Linked DNA regions of Macaca mulatta: region 2 is linked to region 1. Evidence: chromatin contacts called from public Hi-C data. All regions are on one chromosome and are shown on one strand. The core of a region is the stretch at or near the end of the contact, and the rest is flanking DNA. Distances in the headings are between cores, read along the strand shown.

Evidence for each region. A called contact is a pair of places that touch in the nucleus more often than the background predicts.
Region 2: a Hi-C map of cortical neurons shows a contact between it and region 1, with 2.9 times the contacts expected there. The contact joins the promoter of GPR61 here to the promoter of GSTM3 in region 1. A contact is called at or near these places in 4 of 14 Hi-C or Micro-C datasets (cortical neurons, fetal cortical plate, fibroblasts and 1 more).

The regions. Positions count from the first base shown.
Region 1 is chr1:130,449,658-130,457,496 of T2T-MMU8v2.0, forward strand. It overlaps GSTM3 (glutathione S-transferase mu 3), which reads left to right and starts at 4,703. Exons shown (of 8, transcript NM_001261580.1): 1 at 4,703-4,805; 2 at 5,138-5,213; 3 at 5,553-5,617; 4 at 6,670-6,751; 5 at 6,845-6,945; 6 at 7,284-7,379; 7 at 7,467-7,577. The coding sequence starts at 4,758. EPS8L3 (EPS8 signaling adaptor L3) reads left to right here. Exons shown (of 19, transcript XM_028830591.2): 18 at 466-598; 19 at 856-1,178. The coding sequence ends at 867.
Region 2 is chr1:130,663,183-130,671,021 of T2T-MMU8v2.0, forward strand. GPR61 (G protein-coupled receptor 61) reads right to left here and starts at 3,459. Exons shown (of 3, transcript XM_028830637.2): 1 at 3,378-3,459; 2 at 1-809. The coding sequence starts at 303.

The sequences.
Region 1 (7,839 bases), core at 3,453-5,952:
GATGTGGAGGGAGAAACTTTATAAAGGGCTAACCAAGGAAACCCAGAGACCCAGAACATACAACCTGGCCTACATTGTACATGACCCCGATCCAGCACTGTCTCTGCTGAGTTAGAGGACAGAGCAGAGGCGTGTTCAAGCCTACATTAGAGATTAAGTGGGGAACCCTGCTGTGGCAAAGGCAGCAAGGATCAGGGGAGTGGACTCAGGAAGAACCCCAGCTGCCAGCTCAGTCGCCCCTCCCCAGCCAGAAGATTCTCTCCCAGAGCACTTCTTTCAAGCCTGGAAGTTCTGAAATTGGCTAAAGCCAAATGCTGACTTTACTCCTTCACTCCCAGACAGCCTACTCCATGAATTTTTCTGTAACCCCAACCTCCAAGCCCAAAGAGCCCCTTTTCTACCCAAATGCTCAGGCCTAGAGTGCTTCCAGTGCACCACTGATGGCTTTTGCTGTTTCGTTCACAGCACGGTGAGGACACTTGGGTCCCTGACGGGGAGCCAGCTACTTCACATGAGACCTGGGGAGCTACAGATGCTATGTCCACAGGAGGCCCCAAGAATCCTGTCCCGGCTGGAGGCTGTCAGAAGGATGCTGGGGGTGAGGACACCCTGGGGTCCTGACACCCATTGGGACTGTCTGGTGCTCCTGGGTGAGAGAGAGTGCGAAGTTGACAAGCCTGCCGGCCCAGCCCTGGGGCAGAACTGAGTGTGGCGGGTGCTGGGCACAGGATATTCCCCCAGGGGCTTAGCTTCATGCATTCAGGCTTACCTTGAGGTTCCAAGCTTATTGGTGGCATAAGCTCTGCAGATCCCTCACCTGCCACCAGCCTCATCTGAATCTTTTTCTTTCCTCAGATAAGCCCTTAGGCACCAGCTTAGACACCTCCAAGAACCAGGCCCTGCTGATGCAAGATGGCAGATCTGATACCCATTAGAGCCCCGAGAATTCCTCTTCTGGATCCCAGTTTGCAGCAAACCCCACGCCCCAGCTCACACAGCGAAAACAATGGACAGGCCCAGAGGCTGAAGCAAACCGTGCCTATTCTGGCTGTGTTGGAGTCTCCCCAGTAACCACCTATTTATTTTATCTCTTTCCCAAACCTGGAGCATTTCTGCCTAGGCTTGTCAAGAATCTGTTCAGTCCCTCTCCTTCTCAATAAAAGCATCTTCAAGCTTGTCATGTGCCTCCCTCGCGGCTTCTTCTGGGCCTGAGGGAGACCAAAGGCAGGGAGGCAGGAAGGGCTGGAACACTTGGCATGAAAACAGCAGCAAGCCTACATCCATCACTGAGCCAGATTGTTTGAATGTGAGTGGACATTCACACAGCAACCTGGAGCTGGGAATCAGAATTTGAGAATCATGGTCCAAGCTCTCCTGACTCTCTTTCCAAACAAACTCCAAAATAAAGCTATGCTCACCATCTTTTTCGCACACGCGTCTCTCAGTATATTCCAAGGCACCCAGCACAGCTGCAGGCACACCACTTCACAGTAGCAAAGAGCACAAGGATCGACAGCTGTGGGCTTTGGTCAGTTGCACCAGCTGGCTGGGTGAACTCCAGCAAGTCATTCCACTCTTTGGGACCCTGTTTTCTCAAGGGTTAAGCAAAGAATCTGGACTGTCCATAGCTTTGTATATCTTTTAGTAAAAGTAGCTTTCTTTAATTTCAAAGGAGTCCCCTCTCTACATACCAGTAGCTATATTTGTATTAATTTAGTCAACAGATAAGGCCCAATGTACTTATGGATTTGAGGGTTCTTAAGATGTTCCCTTAAATCTCTCTTAGCTGAATTTGTCCATGACCCTAACATTGTCTGGGCCCCAGACTGCCCTATTTTTAGACTGCCTATGTCATTCCCTTAAGTTCCTGGCCTCAGAAAATGTTCCTGGCCTCAGAAAATCATCTCTCATAGCTGTTAACAGAATAGGAAAGCAACAATTTTCCCTCACAAAAGAGAGAAAAGGTGAGACCCTTTGGGTGTGACTTGTCAAGGGCAAAAGTTACCCAGAAAAGTTAATTTCTTGGGATGAGGGAGGAGGTATTAACCCATCACCCTCCATTGCCTCCCAGAGCTAAAGGAGCCTAGAAGCAGGGAAACTGTTCATGACCAGAAAAAAGTGTTTTCACCTGGTGTTCCCCAGACTTCCCAAGAAGACTGCCTTGCAGCAAGAGGCTGTTTAGATGGCCAAGTGCAGGGAAACTAGCACCAACTGTGTTATTAGACAGATCTAGGTTTGAATCCCAGACCATCTGTGGGACCTCAAGCTTAGAGGAGCAACTCCCCTAACCGCTCCAGAAAGTTTCTTCTAGAAAATGGGCGTAACACCTACTTCCTAAAGTTGTTGTGCAGCTTAAATTGGAATAAATTAGCTAACATACGTAAACACTTAGATATTGCCTGGCATATGATAGGTACTCAATAAACGCTAATCTTAAACCTCAGGTGAATTTGTGACTGGCCTTTTGCTTTCTTGGGAATGAGAGACACAGGCATTATAAATTTCACCTGTCCCTGTGGTTTGTACTCTTTTCCTTTCTTCTGTTTAGCAAAATGCCCTTTTTAAAAGTCCCAACCTTGCTTCAGTTGAACTGATGGGCAAATGTGATTTCCCACACCCAAGCTAGGGGATCTAGGAGCTCAGAGTGCCCTGAGGGCTATGCTGTGGAGGCCTGGCCAGAACCCTCAGAGCTGCTCAGGACTCCTTCCTCTGTCACTCCTCCACAGTCAACTAGAACCCTATCTCTCCCGAGTTGACCCTGCTGCAAATCTGTGCCCCGTTTCATTTGCATGGGCCCTGCTGAAATTCAGAAGCTTAGTTCTTCCCATGACTATAGGGGCCTCCTGCAGGTCTCTTGCTCTGTCAAGGTCAAAACCCCTACTTTCCTAAATTCAACCATTGATTCTCCATCTTCATCTTACTTGATCAGCCACACTTGACACAGTTGATCACTTCTCCCTTTAAACATCTTCACTTGGCTTCCGAGGCCCTTTGTTTTCCTCCTACCTCCCTGGCGATTCCTTTTCAGACTACTTTGCTGGTTCGCTCTCATTTTTCCCTAATCTTTACATGTTGATATGCCAGAGCACCTCAAACCCTTAGACCTCATCTCTGCTACTCGCGCTCCCATGGTGATCTCATTTAGTCTCTGGTTTCAAACGCAATCTACAGAGTGATCACTCCTGTACTTGGTGTTTCCCTTTTCCTGGAGTTCTCCCTGCCTCCTGCAGGTAGGAAGTGATTCAAGATAAGAGATGGAGAGAGCTCTTCTGGCCAGGATAGAGGGTGATTCTGAGAAGGCTTCAAGGAATAGGTGAGCTTTTGAGCAAGGCTACTTGAGGAAGGGTAGGCCGTGGACATTAGGGTGCAGGCAGGAGCAGAGCAAACATGCTTGTAAAACGAACAGCAATTATTCTGTTTTATATTTATATCAGCCCATGGTGGCCCCTACAGCAGAGTGGCTTGATCTCTCACCTCCTTCAGGTCTTTGTTTAAAGATTAACTTCTTCATGAGGCCTTCTATGAACATATCCTTTAAAAACACAAATCCCCTTCCTGCTAGGACTCCCCCAATTCCCACCCTGAGACCCCCCTCTTCTCGATTTTATTTCTCTCTATAGGATGTGTATCACCATCGGACTTACTAGATATTTACTATATATTAGTTTATTTATTCCCCATTAGAATGTAAACTTCCTGAGGGCAGGGATTTTGTCTGTTGAGTTCAATTCTGTATCCCCAGTACCTAAAAGAGTGCCTGTCCATAACGGGCATGTTAAACATTGTTGGACAGATGAATGAGTGAATGAAAAATGGTAGTACCTTTCTTCCTCCAGTCCATGCTACACAAAGGGGCAAGATTAATTTCCCTAAATGCGTGAGCATTAGGAAGTGGGAGGGGTTGGAGAAGGAGGAAATTATAATAAGGAAACCATAAACTACTTAAGCCCATGAAACAAAGGGAGGAAACATTCAAGATAAGAGACCTCTTCTGGCCAGCATAGAGGTTGGTTCTGAGAAGACTTCAAGGAAAAGGCAGACATTTGAGCAAGGCTGCTGAGGAAGGATAGGCTGTGGATATTAGGCTGCAGGCAGGAGGATCACAGGGCAAACACTCCAAGGCGGGAAATGCAAGTGTGTGTAGAAGGAACAGCAAGCATTTTTGGGTTGGGCTGGCTTATGAAGTTGTGACGGGCTGACGGCGAGATAGGACTGGAAAAGCACGTTGGGGTCAGGTTGCAGAGGTCCTTGACTGACAGAGAGGGGAGCTTGGTCTGTGGGGAATCCTCTGCTCTGTGTGGTCAGAGGCTGGTCCGACTCTCCTGCCTTGCCCCAGTCTCCCTATCCCACATTCCAGCCCCGGCTGGCTCGGTAAAAACGGCGCGAATCTCGCTCTCCCTGGGTAACTAGGGTCCCAACTGCCTGGCTAGTGTTGCTTTTCGCGTCTTCACTGACACCATTAATGAATGAAGTCTGGCTCCCACCCGTGGGGAAGGGAGGAGCCTCAACCTCCGGTCCGCTTGCTCGCCTGCAGCGCTCCCGCCCGTGTCCCGCCTCGGCTTGCGAGGCCCTGAACCCCAACCCCGACAGAAGTCGCGCCTGCGCACGGCCCTGTGGAGCCGCGGAGGGAGGGGACCGAGAACGGGGCGGAGGCGGAGTCAGGACGCCAGCGCGTGGGCCCCGCCCCCTTATGTCGGGTATAAAGCCCCTCCCGCTCACGGTTTCTCCAGTCCGCCAAGGCTCGGAAATCTTTCACCATGTCGTGCGAGTCGTCTATGGTTTTGGGGTACTGGGATATTCGTGGGGTGAGTGCCGTCTCAACGGTAGAGCCGCTCGGTCAAAGAGACTGACGCGGAGACGGCGGGTCTCTGGGTTCGCGGTCTCCAGTAGGAGCAGCTCTACGCGGGAGCATTTTCGAGCTGCCGAGCCACAGACGTCGACCCCTGCCCAGCCTCTGGGATGGCGGGCCCTGTGGGGAGGGGCCGAGGAGACCACGCCGGGGCCGGGCTTGGGGGGCAGCTTAACCACCGCCCCGGCAGGATGCAGGGGCTCGGCAGCCCCGGAGCCGGGGACGTTAGCGGGCGGGCGTTGGGAATGGGTGGGAGCTGCGCAGTCGCTGAACCGCTGTTTCCCCCAGCTGGCGCACGCCATCCGCCTGCTCCTGGAGTTCACGGATACCTCCTATGAGGAGAAACGATACACGTGTGGGGAAGGTAATGCCGCTCTGCGTGCCCTTGTAGCCAAGCTGGCCCTCCACCTGCCCAGGTCTTCTTAGGCCCAGAGGGTGGTGGCATCGCGCCAAGGCCGGGTGGGACGTCTGCCCCAGTCTGGATGGATAGCGACACATCCTTTATCTGGAACTCGGAGTTCTCTCTTTAACATAGCCCAACCGCATCTTAATGCTTAACCAAATAGGGCTCAGAGGCTCAATGGTTATGCGTTTGGGGCCCGGGAATTTGAGGTATTGGGACCAAGTCATTTCTTTAGATCTTTCGCTCTTGTCAGGTGAGGTATTAAGGAGGTTGGGTCCCACTTAATTCTGTCTCTTACAGCTCCTGACTATGATCGAAGCCAATGGCTGGATGTGAAATTCAAGCTGGACCTGGACTTTCCTAATGTAAGTGGCTTTAGTAGAGGTGGCGGGCAGAAGGGAAAGCCTTCAAGTGTATCCATCCTTGCCTCTTTCCTGCCTGGTACAGAAGGATGCAAAATAGGGGATCTTAACCTGGATAGAATAAATAGAATTCAGGGGTCCTTCAACTGGATGGATATGTATTTTCATTCCCATTAACCACTAGCAACAGTGATTTCCTTTTATTGTGAAGAGAGACAATAAGTGACATTGGTTATTAGCCATGTCTGTCACTTTGTCACTAGTAGAAATCAGGTATTTTCTTTTTTGTGTGTTTTTTGTTCTTTTGTTTTGAGACAGGGTCTCTGTTGCTTAGGCTGGAGTGCAGTGGCACAATCGCAGCTCACTGCAGCCTCAACCTCCCAGGCTCAAGCAGTCCTCCCACCTCAGCCTCCCAAGGAGCTGGGACTACAGGCACAGGCCACCATGCCCAGCTAATTTTCGTATTTTTGTTAGAGATGGGGTTTTGCCATGTTACCCAGGCCGATCCTGAACTCCTGGGCTCAAACAATCCTCCCACCTTGGCCTTCCAAAGTGTTGGGATTATAGGCGTGAGCCACTGTGCCCAGCCTGAAATCAGGTAGTTTTATATTCTATTAAATGCATTGCAGATATTTTAAGTGATATTTATATACGTGTAAATAAATATATACATATGTTATTTACTTTGAGACTATGTTAGTCATTACATCTGCTTACTATTTAATGCATTAATAGGCATATTACGCTATTTGAATTTTTTAAAATATTTTTTGGTTGTGTAAATAATCTATTTTGCTTCATGCTTTTAACAACTTTATTCTGAGAAAAGGTCCATGGCATGCACATACACCCACACATACACACACTGATTTAAGAACCCCTGTCTAGAATCTCGTGGACCCAGTTGCTGCCTTCTACTTATTTTCTTTTTTCTCCTAATGCAGCATCTTCTCTTTCTTGTTCACTGCCCTGCAAGTATTCTTTTCCCCAGGAGAGAGAGGTAGGGAATCAAGAGAGAGGTAGGTTGTTCATCTGGCCTGTCCTTTTCCTTTCAGCTGCCCTACCTCATGGATGGGAAGAACAAGATCACCCAGAGCAATGCCATCTTGCGCTACATCGCTCGCAAGCACAACATGTGTGAGTAGGGTAGGGCTGGGGAGGGACCCCAGGCTGGTAGTTTGTCTGAGAGTAGACAATGCCAAGGGTGATTTGTTATCATTTGGCCTACAGGTGGTGAGACTGAGGAAGAAAAGATTCGAGTGGACATCATAGAGAACCAAGTGATGGATTTCCGCACACAACTGATAAGGCTGTGTTACAGCTCTGATCACGTGAGTTTCTTTAGCACACATCTGCTGAATGGAGTATCAGAAAAAGGGGTATTTAGGAACCCAAGGGTTATCTCTGTTTCATTCTGCTGCTGCTACCTTCCCACCAACCCAGATTATTAGAATAAGAAACAGAACTTATAATTTTTGGTTTGTTTTGTCATGTAATTCCGGTTCTGGTGCCTCTTCTTTCCAAACTCCTCCTTCCCACCCTGCCATCCTCAAGTGAAGGCAATGAGAAGCCACCTAGAGAAGGGGCTACTAAATGTCCATCACTGGCCTGTGCCCTGATTAACTACAAAAGTGATCACCACTATTCTCATTCTGTTTTTTCCTCTTAGGAAAAACTGAAGCCTCAGTACTTGGAAGAGCTACCTGGACAACTGAAACAATTCTCCGTGTTTCTGGGGAAATTCTCATGGTTTGCAGGGGAAAAGGTAGGAAGAAGGGAAAAGAAGAGCATACCTTCTATCTCTGCAGGCTACTACTCCTCAGATCCAAGCATCTTATTGCTTTTCTTCTAGCTCACCTTTGTGGATTTTCTCACCTATGATATCTTGGATCAGAACCGTATATTTGAGCCCAAGTGCCTGGATGAGTTCCCAAACCTGAAGGCTTTTATGTGCCGTTTTGAGGTGATGTTTCCTGCACCTTTCTCTTATAAAAACACTCACAGGCTTCCCTGGGCCCTGTAGGATCCCGTTGTGGTGGATTCTTGCCTGGCTTTTGCCTAAAGGGATCAATGGTTGGACACCTCTAGACCTTTAAGTCTTGGGAAAAGCCTGACTTCTACACCTTGAAGGCACTGTCTACAAAAAGTGGAGGAGGTAGACATAGGCAACATGTGAAGGTTGCTGTTTTGGTATGCATCTGTTGGACTGGATTGGGGTCTTTATA
Region 2 (7,839 bases), core at 2,209-4,708, 210 kb after region 1:
GCTGGAGAGCATGGCCAGGGGCATGAGGGTCAGGGCAGCCAGCAGGTCCACCAGGCAGAGGTGGAAGACAAAGACAAATTTTCGGAGGGCAGGCGTCTTGGCAATCACGGCCATCACAGCGGCATTGCCAGCCACAGCAGTCAAGTCCAGCAGGAGCATGAAGAAGAGGGCCACAGATTCCGAAGCGACATCCCGCAGCCCCACCTCCGGGACCCCACTGGCAGTAGAGGGACCTGGGGTTTGAGGGACCCTCCCCAAAGTTGAAGAGTTCCCTGATGACTGGGGGATGGGTGAGGACTCCATGGGGCCGAAAGAGGACACCCAGGGTACCTCCTGTCACAGGCCCATCCCCCATCCTAGTCCAGTGACCCTGGGATGGCGAGCCCAGGCCCAGGCTTCCCGGTTTTGTAGGGGGCGCCTCCCACTGGAGCCTCTTGGGCAGGTTTGTCTGCGTACAGAGCGCCAGGCCAGGCAGCTGAAGGATTAGAAGCTCATATCCCCTTTCCGGCCAGAGGTAGCTCCAGGATCTGCCTTGGTGACTGCTAAGAAGCAGGAGACGTGAGAGGTACAGGAGCCTGACCCACTCAACACTTCGCCTTCGGAATGGCCTTCACCTCTTCCTTTTCCATTTCCTTTCTGCCATTCTCATTCTCCATACCCTTCTACCCTTTCCAGAACTGTTAGCCGGGGATTCTAAATCCTCTGTCTCTCCTTCCCAGGGTCCTGCTGATTTCTGGGATGGTGCCTCAGTTTTAGGGTTCCTTATGTAAATTTCCTGATTTCTTGTCTCCTCAGAATGGCAGGAGCTGCTGGGGAGTAGAAGGAGCACAAAATTTAGTTTCTAGTCCCAGTTCTGGGCATTACTAACTCTGTGAATCTTCTGAAGTTCAGTTTCCTCATAAATCCATCTGTAAAATGAAAGGAAGAAGACTTGCTTCACAACTGTGTTTCTGGATCCTGCGTGATTTTTTAATAATAATATTAATGACAAGCAGTAGCATTAATACGGCATTTTCCACATGCCAGGCCCTGTTCTCAGCACTCTACCTATATTAACTCATTTTATTCCTCACACAACCCTATGAGGTAGATATTATTTTTATCTCCATTTTGCAAGGGGTGAAACTGAGGTCTAGAGAGGTTAAGTAACTTACCCAAGGTCACACAGCTAGTAAGCAGCAAGGGCTGGGCACCTACCTGGGCAGTCTGGCCCCAGGGCCAGTACTCTTGCTCACTGTGCCATGCCATATGTGAAGGTGCCCTCCATGCCGGCTGGACTATAATAGGCATCCAGTAAATAGTTGTTGAATTTCAGCTGTCTCTAAAAATGTCTCTTGCTGCTCTGGGGCTATCACCTGAGAAGGGGAGCTGTGCTTTAGGCTCTTTTGACATCACTACTCCCAGCACAAAGAGCTGCCACTTTGGGAATGTTGAGAAGGAGCAGTGAAAATAAAATGTCCCGGCTGGAAGGAAACTGGGAAGCCAGTTCATCCAGCCTCCACTGCTCCCAAAGCCAGAAGTCGCTTTCAAGCTGCCCTCCTCCACCCACTCATGAACTCTTCAAGGCCACTGTGTCCCTCTTGTGGGAAAGGAGCTGCTGCCAACTTCTGGCTCCGCAGATTCCCAAATCTCTGGTCTCTAGAGCTGACCCTTGGAGGATCCCTGACCAAGAACCCCCTTAGTTCTAGACTATTACTGCAGTCACGGAACAAAAAGTAGGGAGGAGGCACTGAGGTTGCTCAGTTTAAAAACCCATCATTTCTATGGCTGCAATAAAGAGGACCACATGGCAAGATGGGCCTCACCCTCCTCCACAGTTACAGCCTTACAGTCACCTTTGGTTTTTGGTGTTTCCACAAACCTTACACCGATCCAACTTCTAACATGCTATGCCTGCAATAGATGCTGGATACAATTTTGTGAATTGAATCAAACTCAAATTGATAGTTGAATCCCTGCCCCCTAGGACAAACTCCAAGAACACTCAGTCAGCCAGCTGTGTGCCAGCCAAGGGACTCTCTTGTGGAAAGGGTAGCCGGGGTTCCTGGACTTGAGGAAGCCCTAACTTTGGGCAACTGCCTAGAGACGTGCCTCTCTCTAGGGATACAGAAAGCTCATTTCACAGTTAACATGCCCACAGAGATTTAGGGTCTGCAGAGAAGATGAAGAGTGGGCAAAAAGTGAGATATCAGCTTCTCATAAGAGTCTACCAGGAAAAATGCCTGAAAGAAATGCTAGGAGAAGCATCCTTCCTCCTTACTCTCCATGCTGCAATTTACCTATCCCTTCTGCCTATGAGGGAAGCCCAGACGACGTGGTTCAGAGTCCCTCCCTGGTGGCTGAAGGAGGAGAGACCCACCATGTCTGGATGGACATCAAGAGTCCCAGACGGAGGGAAGCAGATGTGGTTTCCACGTGGAGCTGGAGGGATGCCATGCAGCCATGATGGAGCCCTGAGCACGAAGGCATTGGACATTGCTCTTTTTCATAGCCCCCTCAAGCTTGCCAGTGTCTCCACAATGACTCCTAAATGCCAGGACTCCAGTTTTTCTCTTAACAGACAGATCAGTGTATCTGGCTACTTGGCACTCCCTCACTAATGGACGGGGGCTATGGAGGGGAGGGCTGTGGTGTAGCAGTTTCATAGGTGAAACCAGGGTTCCTTACTCTTCTCCCAGGTCATATCATTATGCCTACTCCCCCAACAGATGCTTTCCTTCCCCCACTACTTCCTTCCAACAACACCCCTCTTACCTCCAGGACCTTCAGTATCTAGAAGGCTGTGCCACTAGGGCCTGAGATCTGGGCCTCTAGCAGGGGCATGGTCAAGTTACAGGATGCAAGATGTGCATAAGTGCCCAGCCCAAGGCCACAGAGGTATTGGGATTCACATGCACCTGTTTTCCAGATCCAGAGCTTCCATCCCAAAGACCTGAGCCTAGCCTTCCTTCCGACAAGAGCATGCCCCTCCTAAGCTAGGGAAGATTTCCGGGGAGCTACAAAACCTCTCCTCAGCAGAGTTGCCCACGCCCAGGACACAGTTGCCCATCAGCCTGGATGCTGAAGGGCCCATTCCTAGAATGTGGGAGACCCATCTCCATGACATGGAGCAAGACAGACCGGGAATGCTGTTTGTCTGCAGGATGTGGGTACTCCTGCCGGCAGGAGATGATCAACCCCCCAGCTCTGGGCTTCAGAGATGCCCACACCCCAATACCGCCTTTGGGATACCTGAGAGCCCATCTCCTGATCAAACTGCTCACCAGAAGGTAGGCAGGGCTGGTCCTTGGAAAGCCACCCTTCTATGGGGATACCTTGGCACTCACCACCAGGCCCTGGGTCTGGCCCCCATTCCTGGCCTAGTCGGCAACTCCTACCTTTGCTGAGCAGTCCCGGCTCCCATGTGATAGCTCCTCTCAGCTGATGCTTCTCCAAAGCTGCTGAAGCCTGAAGCACTGCAGTGAGCGGTGAGAGGCAGCCGGCAAAGCAGAGTGCTCCGAGAGCCTCTGGGTCCTAATGGCCTCCTGCTTCTCACCCAGCCCCTCAGAGTCACTTCTGGAGCAAAAAGATGGGCACCAATGTCCCAGGCAAGGTGCCGGGCAGTGAGCTCAACTCCTCTCACTTCTCCAGGCTGCTGGATTGCATCTCAAAAGTTTCGTGGGACCAGGTAATGATAGGTAGAGGAGACCTTCCTGACCAGCCTGATGAAGTAAAAAAAAAAGTACATGGAGTCAGAAAATCCAGGTTTAAGGCCTGGCTATGGCACTTACTAGCTGTGTGACCTTGGGCAAGTTACATTTTGGCCTTGATTTCTTAGTGGTTCAAAAAGAAGATAGGAGAGATGCATGGTTCTGTGTGACATCAGAACCAAGGTACTGATGCATCAGGTCAGCGCAGACCCAGGGCCCCAAGGCTTAGGCCAGGGAGGGGACTGAGGCTCCAAGGGATGGTCCAAAGTTTGGTTCCTTTGGAAGCTGCCTAATGCATATGGGGGACAGGTTTAGGAGCAGCACTCAGGTTTGAAGGGCAGCTGAAGGCTTTGTCTTAAACCTGTCCTTGCCACCAAAAAGCAAATTGTTATTATTTGCTTAGACTGTATGTTTATTGGGAGTGGGGCTGTGAGGGCTGACGGAGATTGGCAGGGAGGGGGCGGGAGGATCTAACCTCCCCCCGAGCCACCATGGGAACCACACAACACTGCTTCCTGAAGGAGACAGAGTGGGAGCCAGGGACTCAGGAGTGCTCACACTGATCTGGATTTGTAGGACTGGAGAGAGCTCGGGAGCATCAGCCACTGAGCATCGCCCATCTGTGGCATGATGGGCCTTTAGAGACGCAATGAAGGGGCATGGCTTCCCTCTAGCTATGAAGAAAATGATCATTTCCCCGGGTACATGACTGATACCCAAGGATAGAGTCCTAACATTGTAAAGCTGTAAGACGTCCTACAGGCCAAGGTATCCATGTTTCTGAGACCCAGAGAGATAAAGAGATTGCTGAAGGCCACATAGCTCCACGTGGCAGAGCCATGAGCCTAAACAGGGAATTCAGGCATGATACCCTACTCCAGAGCCTTCTTCCCTCAGACTTGCCTATCTAGGGACTCCTTCTGCCTCTAAGAAGGAAAAAGGGAATTCTGGAATTGTTTACCAGGCCCAACCCAAAGAGCCATAAGAACAATGAGTTACCCAAGGACCTCACTGGGATAAGTTGGCTGCCCCAGGTCAACAACAAAGAGGCCACTGACCAACCAAGAGCCGATGCAGCAAGTGCCGCTGTCACCAGCCACCACTTTTTGAGCTCTTATAAGTGCCAGGCCCTTTACATACAGTTTGTTCAATTCTCACACCAATCTATGAGGCAGCCATGACTTGCCCTATTTTATAAGTGAGGAACCAGGTGCCAGAGGAGAAGTGACTTTCCCCAGATCACACGGCTAATAAGTGCCAGAGCTGATATTTGAACCCAGATCTGTTTGAAGTCCAAGTATTTCCTCCTCCTTCTCCCTTGGCTCCATGCCCTCTTCAGTGGCCTGACACAAGACTGTAGACTACAGCCCTAAAAGCTATCTTCATAGAAGTAGTCACTGCCTTCCAGAAAGCCTAAAACAGACCTCAAAACTAGGTATACCTGAGTACAAGAAATTCAAATGGAAATACCAAATTGAAAACCTGTAGACAGCAAAGTGATTTTTATGAAGCCCTGTGCTGTTGTGTTGGCAAGATTAATTTGGCATCAAGCAGATTGTCTGGGATTAGGTAAAGCCTGTCCCTGCTCAGCACCCACATTCTTCCTGCAGGGCCCCAGCCCAGACTGGCACGGCCCCTTCCAAGGGGTTCAATAAGAACCAGAGCAGACCTGGACCCATTGGAACAGGATTTTAGAAAGAGCGCTAGACTGGAGTCAGATAAATCTTCGTTCCAGTTTGGCGCCATTCTATTGGTTGGTGGTAAGACCTTGGCCTGTGAGTTGGCTGTCTGTGGAAATGGGCAAAATTCTTCACTTCCAAACTTATCTAATAGTGATAGGGAGCCTGCAAAACAAACATAGCCTGCCTCTCCGGCTTCAGGGAGCTAGTACAGGTAATCACAGCTCGTGTTGTGGACAGCAGGCAAGGCCTCCGTGTCCTGAAGCCCCTCCCAGAGAGCTACTGGGAAAGGTGGTACCAAAGAGGGAGCATGTTCCAGCTGTTGGAACCATCTTGGCTCAGGAGGTCGGAGTGGGGAACTGCTTATCCTAGCCTGTGGGCAAATAATAAATAATAATAATGGTCATGCTGGCTGGGCACAGTGGCTCACGCCTGTAATTCCAGCACTTTGGGAGGCTGAGGTAGGTGGATCACGAGGTCAGGAGATCAAGACCAGCCTGGCCAACATAGCGAAACCCCATCTCTACCAAAAATATAAAAAGTAGCCAGGCGTGGTGGCACATGCCTGTAATCTCAGCTACTCAGGAGGCTGAGGCAAGAGAATCACTTGAACCTGGGAGATGGAGGTTGTAGTGAGCTGAGATTGCGCCATTGCACTCCAGCCTGGCAACAAGAGTGAGATTCTGTCTCAAAATAATAGTAATAATAAATAATAATAATAATAATAATGATGATGATGATGCTACTAGTTCTTGAAAGCCCACTCTGGGAGGCACTTCTTATGCTGTATCTCATTAAATGATCTCAGTCAGGGTGTGGAGTAGCTACTGACAGCACACCCCCAACTTCACCTGCCAGTCCCTCCTTTTAGTAAAGCTTAGCACAATGGAGGGGGCAAGAAGACCAAGATGGGGAAACTGGGTGTGATCCCCCAAACCACATAAGAAATCCATGGCTCACTATGCTGTGCACATACCCAGGAAGGGAATCCTGTTACAGGACGGGGACCAGGCCCTGTTCCCGACAGTGGCACCCCTCCTGTTGGTATCGTGGCAGGGCCCTTGGTGCTGAGGACTGATCTTTCCATCCTAGACTTGCTTTCTGGTACAGTCCTACCCAACCCTTGCCCACCAGCACCTCGTGACAGGGTCGTGTCTGCCCGTCCACCCTTTTCTGCCCCAGGATGAGACCTGGAAGCCAACCAAGTTCATCTTTCAGTCATCCATCCACTTCTTCAATAAACATTGAAGGCTTCTTAGGTTGCCACTGCCCCCTCCCTAGAGCCCCTCACCTGCTCAGTGGCACCCACTACCCTCCTTCTCTGCCTTGTGTCAGAATCTGCTCTCAGGAAAGAGGTTGATAAATCCATTTGCACTGATAGCAGCTTAACGTGTTCTCTCTCCCAGGAATATTAACAATTTAACAGGGAACAAAGAGAAGAAGCAGAATGCTGGGATTCCAGCATCGACCAGGGATGTCCCTGAGATCCCACAACATAGACTGCCTGTCAGCCGCCTACTCCCTAGCCAGGCCTCCCCCGCCAAGCTGCTGGCATTGTGTCCTCTTGGCATCCACCTCCATCCACATAGGCACCCAACCCCCTCACCCCTGCCACCCAGACAGCAGGCTCACAGCTGGGACCTCCCCACCACAGCTCAGTTCCTGGCTGCCTGGAGACCCCTGTACCAGTACCAGCCATGCCTGCTTTCCAGGCACCCGCCTCACCCTGCCCACCGTCTGGGGGCCAGGCCAAGGGGCCGAGGAGGGAGGCAGAGGAAAGCAGAGGTGAGAGCCTTTCCATTCTCTTTATTCCCCCACAGTCTGGCCCATACCCCCTGCCAGGAGCTGAGATCCAACGGTATATTCAGCCTGCAGCTGCCACTGGTCATGTGAGCCCATTGCTAGGTTACAGGGACCCAAAAATAAATCCTTCCCAACCAGATTAGAAACTGGGGGCCTTGGATGAACCAGGCTCAAAAGAGTGGCAGGAACACCCACAGTGCATGTTTAGGCCAGGCCTGCTATGGACCAGGGCCCTTCCCATGCTGCCCACCTCCTGTCCATCAGCAGGGGCTCAATGCTGGAACCCCACAGAAAAGTCCCAGAGAGCTCCTGGGTCTCCTATTTATTAATAACACAATAAATAGGTCTACAGGCTGAGTGACCCTTCCTCACTAGCAATCAGGGTAATATCCTCTGCACGTTCTTCCCATCCAACCTTCCCATCATCAGCCTGTCCCTCCACAGGCCTTGCCCCACACCCAGTGCATGGGCAAAGCAGCATTAGTCATTTGCCCTGTGGCCTGGGGGCCATCTGTCCTAACAGTCCTTTTCCAGACTCAGGAAGGGAGCTCTGGCAGTAGGCACAGCACTAGGCGTATTCGTGTGAGTAGTCTTACACAATCTTTTGTGTTAGTCTCAGTGATCCCATTTACAGATATGGACACTGGGGCTTAGAGAGATTAAGTGAC